Regions from separate parts of the Anas platyrhynchos genome. Here region 1 is linked to region 2. The links are chromatin contacts, called in public Hi-C maps. All regions are on one chromosome and are shown on one strand. The core of a region is the stretch at or near the end of the contact, and the rest is flanking DNA. Distances in the headings are between cores, read along the strand shown.

Region 1 (2,744 bases), core at 52-2,551, 34 kb after region 2:
GGAAGTTAAATCATGGGCTAGGTGAGAGGGTTTCAGTGATTTTTTTTAATTTTTTTTTGGAAAGTTAGGCTGGAAATTAAAGCTGCCTACCCATTGTTTGAGAGCCGTGTGGCCTACAAGAACTTTTAACGTTAAAGCTTGTGTTTTCCTTAAAACCCAGGGAGACCCAGCAGGAAGTGGGTAAATCGATAGCCAGCCCAACTGCTCCAGCCACCATTAAAATATCGTAAGATAAATTCTACCCCTTACCCCCCCTCCCTCACTCTTAATAAAGGAAATTCCTTACTCATGATCTGTCTAATAAAACCTCTGCTCAGAACAAAGTTATTAAACACCGACCAAAAGAAAAAAAAAAAAAAAAAAGGCAACAAAAACAACAACAAAAACGCACCGAAACAGAACAAAAAAAAATAAAACAACAAACCAAGTATTTCTCCCGATGGGGCGCAAAACAAGAATCTCCTGTTAAAAATCGCAAGCGTGTAATTAAAAATGGCCAAACACTGTGATTAAGAGAAAGCCAGAAAAACAAGCAGGGGGGGAAAAAGAAAAAAAGGAAAAGAAAAAAAAACACCGAAAAAAAAAAAAAAACAACAACCCCCCCAGGGTCACCCAGCACATCCCAAAAGTATTGTCTGGATTTTTGCTCCCTCCCCTTCGTCCCCGCTGCCTGTTAGGGCCCCCCAGGGCCCCCCAATTCCTTCCAGTTCCTCCCCAAACCTCCCCAGCTTCCCCCCAAGCCCCCCTAATTCCTTCCGATCCCCCCCAACCCCCCCAATTTCCCCCAACCCCCCCCCAATTCCCCCTTAACTCCCCCCCACCCCCCCCCAGCTCCTCCCCAACCAACAAAGCGGGGCCGCGGCCCCCCCGGGGAGGGACGAGGCCCCCCAAAACAACGCCCCCCCCTCAAAACAACGCCCCCCAAACCCACACCGGGCCCCGAATCGCCGCCCCCCACCCCCCCGGGGGCCGCTCCCCGCTAACAAAAGGGGCCCGGCCCCGACTCCCGGCCGAGGCGCCGAGCCGGCCGGGGCGCCCCGCCGCCACCGCTCGCCTTCGGGGCGGCCTGGCGTCGCTCCTCCCGGCCCCCCCGCCAATATGGCCCCACCGGCGGCTCCGCTGGGCTTCGCGGCGCGCCGCGGGCCCGCTCCGGTGCCGGTACTCACGGGCGGAGCGGTAGGATGAAGATGGATCTCGGCCCCCCCCAGGCCGCTCGCCGCCTGCCTCTCCCCCGGCCTTTCACTCCGACAACATGGCGGCCCACTGGGGACGGGCGGCGCGCTGCATGCCGGGAAGGCGAGGCCGGCCCCGGCTGAGGGGCCGCGGCCCGGGGCCGGCTCCGCGCCGCCCGCCGACGCCATGCGGGCCTCGGGGATGGCGACCAAAGCCCGGGGATGGCGACCGTGGGCTTAGGGGTGGCCAACGGAGGCCGGGGACCGTCCCGCACAGCCCGTGGAAGGCGGCCGGCCCCGCGCGGCGCCGCCGCGTCCCGGTTGTTGCAGCTCCCCGCGCCGGGCCCTCGCCACCCGCTGCTCCCCAACGCCATTTTCCGTGTTTTTTCCCCCAAAATGTGCGCACTCCCTGCCAAACACCTTCACGGGCACCACCTACCTGGAAATATGAAGCAGCCTGGTCCCTGAGTGCCGACCCACAACGGGTCCCAAGCATCGGCTGCGTGCTCTGGGCCCGCCAGGTGGGAGAGGCAGCGTGTGGGGGCACCTCCCGCACCCCCGCTTCATCCCCACATATTTAATAAAATACACTCACCTTTCGCTGGCAGATCAGCGGGCTGTCCCACACAGAAGCGCTGCAGCGCGTGAGAGATGCCTGTGTGCGATACACTGGGGTATCTGTTCCTGCCCCGGCACGGATGCCGTGCTGAAGTGCCTGGCATTTCCCAGCAAAGCCCCAGTTTGAGAGCCCCCAGTGTTGTCTCCGTTTTACCAGCAGTCCCCAGCCCCCTGCTCACTTTTTTCCAAGCCTCTCACTCAAGCACTAACAGCAAACGAGGCCCAGCCCTGGGTGGGGGCTACTGGGGGCACAACAATGTTGGATTGGAGCTGGCTCAGGCGTTACTGCCATTAGGGCAATTCCTTGCTAGGTATAATCGTTCATTATTTGTATTATAAGTATGGTCATTAAAACAATTACTACTGTAAGAATATTTTGCTTTTGGTGAAACTGATCAGTAAAATCAAGTGCGTGCAGAGTTCGGCTTAGTTTGGGGCGGCGAGGTGATCAGAGGAGCCAGATCTCTCCAGTTCCCAGCTAGGTACTTTAATCATTAAACTTTGCCTTTTCCCAGGTTTGGGCAGGCACGAGAGGTGAAAGCACAAGCTGTCCTCAGCTCTCCTTCCCTGGCAGCGTGGCGCTGAACTCTGCGTTATTGACACAAACTCTGTTTATTCGCAGCACTGCCGCAGGACTATGCTTTTCACACCCGGTGCCCTTCTGTGCTCCCTGCCAGGAGCCCGTCAGACCCCCCCGAGCCCCTTCAGAGACCCACGTTCCACTGTGGAAATGCCTGCGGGCAGCTGCAGCCCCCGTCCCCAGCTCTGCGAGCCGGGCTCACCCTGCCCAAACAACAAACATCGGCTTTGTGCCGGGCCTGCCCGCACAGAGCCGGAGGGGATGCAGCCCCAGACTGGAGGTGCATTAAACAGACAAGCAGGTGCAGCAGAGGCACTCTTTCTTGCTCTGTGCATTCACAAGCCCAGCCCTAAAAGCCAGGCACAGCTTTTGGA
Region 2 (2,806 bases), core at 195-2,694:
TGTATGCTTTAAAAGGCAGTTTCTCTACACCTCCAAACCAAGACTTGACTTCCCCAGGTGTGTGAGCAGCTAGAGCTCTGTGCAGCTGGGGCTTGTGCACTGCCTGTACCATACGCAGGGGAGCAGAGCCAACACTGTCAGAATTTCAGGCCGTGCTCAGCCAGCTAAGCCCCTTCGCCACACGAGCTCTGGGAATCATCAACCCGATGTATTTAATGGCAGCGGTACCAGGGCCTGGATGCACGGTCTCCACCTGCTGCCAGCACAGCCCCGTGTTCCAACAGGTCGCAGAAGACCAAAGGTCAACCTCCAGTAAAAGATTTTTGTCATCTTACTCAGAAACTTACATTAAATCAAGGTTAAACTACATTTCCACGTTAAATTGTGGTTTCCAGTAAGTGGAAAGAAAGAGGAGAATACTCCTTGAAGAGCCATTAGCTGGAATTCACACAAATCCCCACACGGAGCATTTTAACCTCTTACAAATGGCATTTGGTGACAACCCACGAACAAGTGACGTAGCTTTGGAGGGGTTCAGCAGTGTCATTTGACATTTCAAAGACTGAGGCTATTTCCTCTCTCACACAGGTATAGGAGTGAAGCATCTCCAGCAGCGTGCGGGGGAGCTCAGAGGGACTTCCAAGAAACCAGAACAGCCCGGCCTGTGGTACACGGTTATGGAAACACTGCACTATTAGATTTCTGTAATCCAGTTTCTTCTGCAATATAAACATCTGACATCCCTAATCAGATTACACGTGATTAAGACCTTCCCTTCTTAATATTGCTTTTAGCTGCACTTGCTTGTAATCCCTTCAACGTATGTGACGCTTCCCAACGGACCAAGAAAGACACTGTTAAAGAGATCTTTTTGTTCAGGATACTCGGGATGTGTTTCTGACAAATGAATGGAAAAAGCCCTGCACTTTCAGAAGACAGACCTCTTTCATCCAAGCTGCAGCAAATACTAAGGAACCCCGGCTGCTGGATAGAGCACATTAAGGAAATGGGTCCAGCTCTGAGCCAAGGCACGCTGCACTTACACCGGCGTGCAGTGAGAGGTCGTGTGGCAGTGAAAAAAAATTAAGAATGATTTTCTATCTTAATGCAACATTCATAGTTACAAAAGCCTGTCATTCGCGCTTACTGTCGTTGTGAGTAGCTGTTGCAACAAAGCTGGAATTTTACAGTAACAGCCCGCACTGAGCCTGCCCTGCCTACCCTCGGCGTCTCCCAGCTGAGCGTGCCAGACCCTGAGCCACCCGGCCACACTCAGAGTACCAGGACATCTCCTGCTCTCCCACCAAATTTCGGTTTAAAGAAATGACAGAACCACAGCTTCACAGGCAACACAGAAAAAAGCTTTACGGATGATTACATAGAGATTACATCAGCTCCACACCGCTATTACTGTGCACTATACAGAGAAAACACAGGCATGTCTACAGGGCCATCCAGAGCCTGAACCCAGAAGTGCAGTTTGGTAAAACATGCTTCCAGGGATGCCTTGCTTCAACAGTTTTTTTTAGTCCTATTTTTTAAAGGCTAGGAAAAAAAAAACTAACTTGAACCAACTTGTAAATGAGCCTTAAACAGAAAACACTGCCAGACAAAATAGAAATCACAGGCTTCGCATCTCTGCGGTTGTTTTCCTATACAGGATGGTTCTTTAAAAGTCAGATAGCTGCAACGTGTTTAAAAATAAGCAAAACAAGTTTCATTGTTTAATTGCTTAAAAAAAAAGCCAAAGTAAGTTTTGCATTCAAGGTCCTACACCTGAGTAAGACAAAGACTTGGGAACAGCTTGCTTTTTTCTCCTTTCTGAGCTATACAGCAGCTATTTAGCTTAATCATTAAAACATTCCTCCATTAACCTCCCCAATGTGCTACATAAGAGAACAACCGACTAAACTAACGGTTATTTACATTGCCTTTAAGACTACGATAAGTCTCTGAAGGCAGGGCTTTCGTATAAACATGGCAACAGTCCCTCCTCTGTACTCGGTGTCAATCAGGCTGTTTTGCTAAAAACCGATCAGATATTTCAGGAAACCCAGGGCCAGTCATATACTGCTGCAATAAGCTCCAACAAAGGATTTTATTCTTCTTTGAAGGATATTACGCTTACAAAAGGAAAGCAATAAACATTTACAGTCGTTACCCAAACGGGCAGGAACAGGAGCAGATTACAAGTCGATCGTTGGATCTAGGCCCAGCATTCAAGAGAGGCCAAACAGCAAGGCCAGGACTCGCCTTACTTGTCCGGGCTGAGGAGTCTGGGCTGCTGTTATGGGAGAAAAGGTCAAACAAACCCACCGGGCTGAGATAAAGTTCTGTAGTGCTGGACTCTGACCCCGGGTTTTGAGCCATGCTCCAGTAAGATCGAGCTGATTCAGATTCACCATCCCTTCAGCCTCCTCTGATCAGTACTGCTGAGATCCCAAAACGGGGCTGCAGCACCCAGGCTGAGCAGTGGTTTGGCCTCTAAGTCACGTTAAGGGCTCAAGGGTTTTTTTGCTTAGTACACCTCACTAATTAAACGCTCTTCTCCAAGGCAAACTCACTCAAAAGCTACAGATGATCGATCACCAGCACCCTGCTGTGTCTGATTGTTGGCTACAGGCCCTTCCACCTGCCGCTCGGACCGCAATTAACACAGGTCTCCTGCGTCGAGCTGATGAGGAGGCTACGTGCAGCACGCTGCAGACACACGTATGGCACAGGAACGACGAAACCATCCTGAGTCTTCCTCCGTAACGCCCCAAGGCGAGAGCCTGAGCTCACACTAACCCCAGGATGCCTCCGG

What was found. Hi-C and Micro-C count contacts between places; a contact is called where the count stands out from the background.
Region 1: a Hi-C map of skeletal muscle shows a contact between it and region 2, with 1.6 times the contacts expected there. The contact joins the promoter of PUM1 here to the enhancer-like site in region 2. A contact is called at or near these places in 2 of 8 Hi-C or Micro-C datasets (liver and skeletal muscle).

The regions. Positions count from the first base shown.
Region 1 is chr24:5,652,202-5,654,945 of IASCAAS_PekinDuck_T2T, forward strand. It overlaps PUM1 (pumilio RNA binding family member 1), which reads right to left and starts at 1,302. Exons shown (of 18, transcript XM_072027559.1): 1 at 1,167-1,302.
Region 2 is chr24:5,617,602-5,620,407 of IASCAAS_PekinDuck_T2T, forward strand. The region is part of intron 3 of PUM1 (pumilio RNA binding family member 1); the gene reads right to left. Among named protein-coding and RNA genes, the nearest start is that of PUM1, 34 kb to the right of the region's middle. Within about 2 kb of position 1,445, at least 3 of the 8 cell types and tissues checked have an H3K27ac peak or open chromatin away from gene starts, as enhancers often do.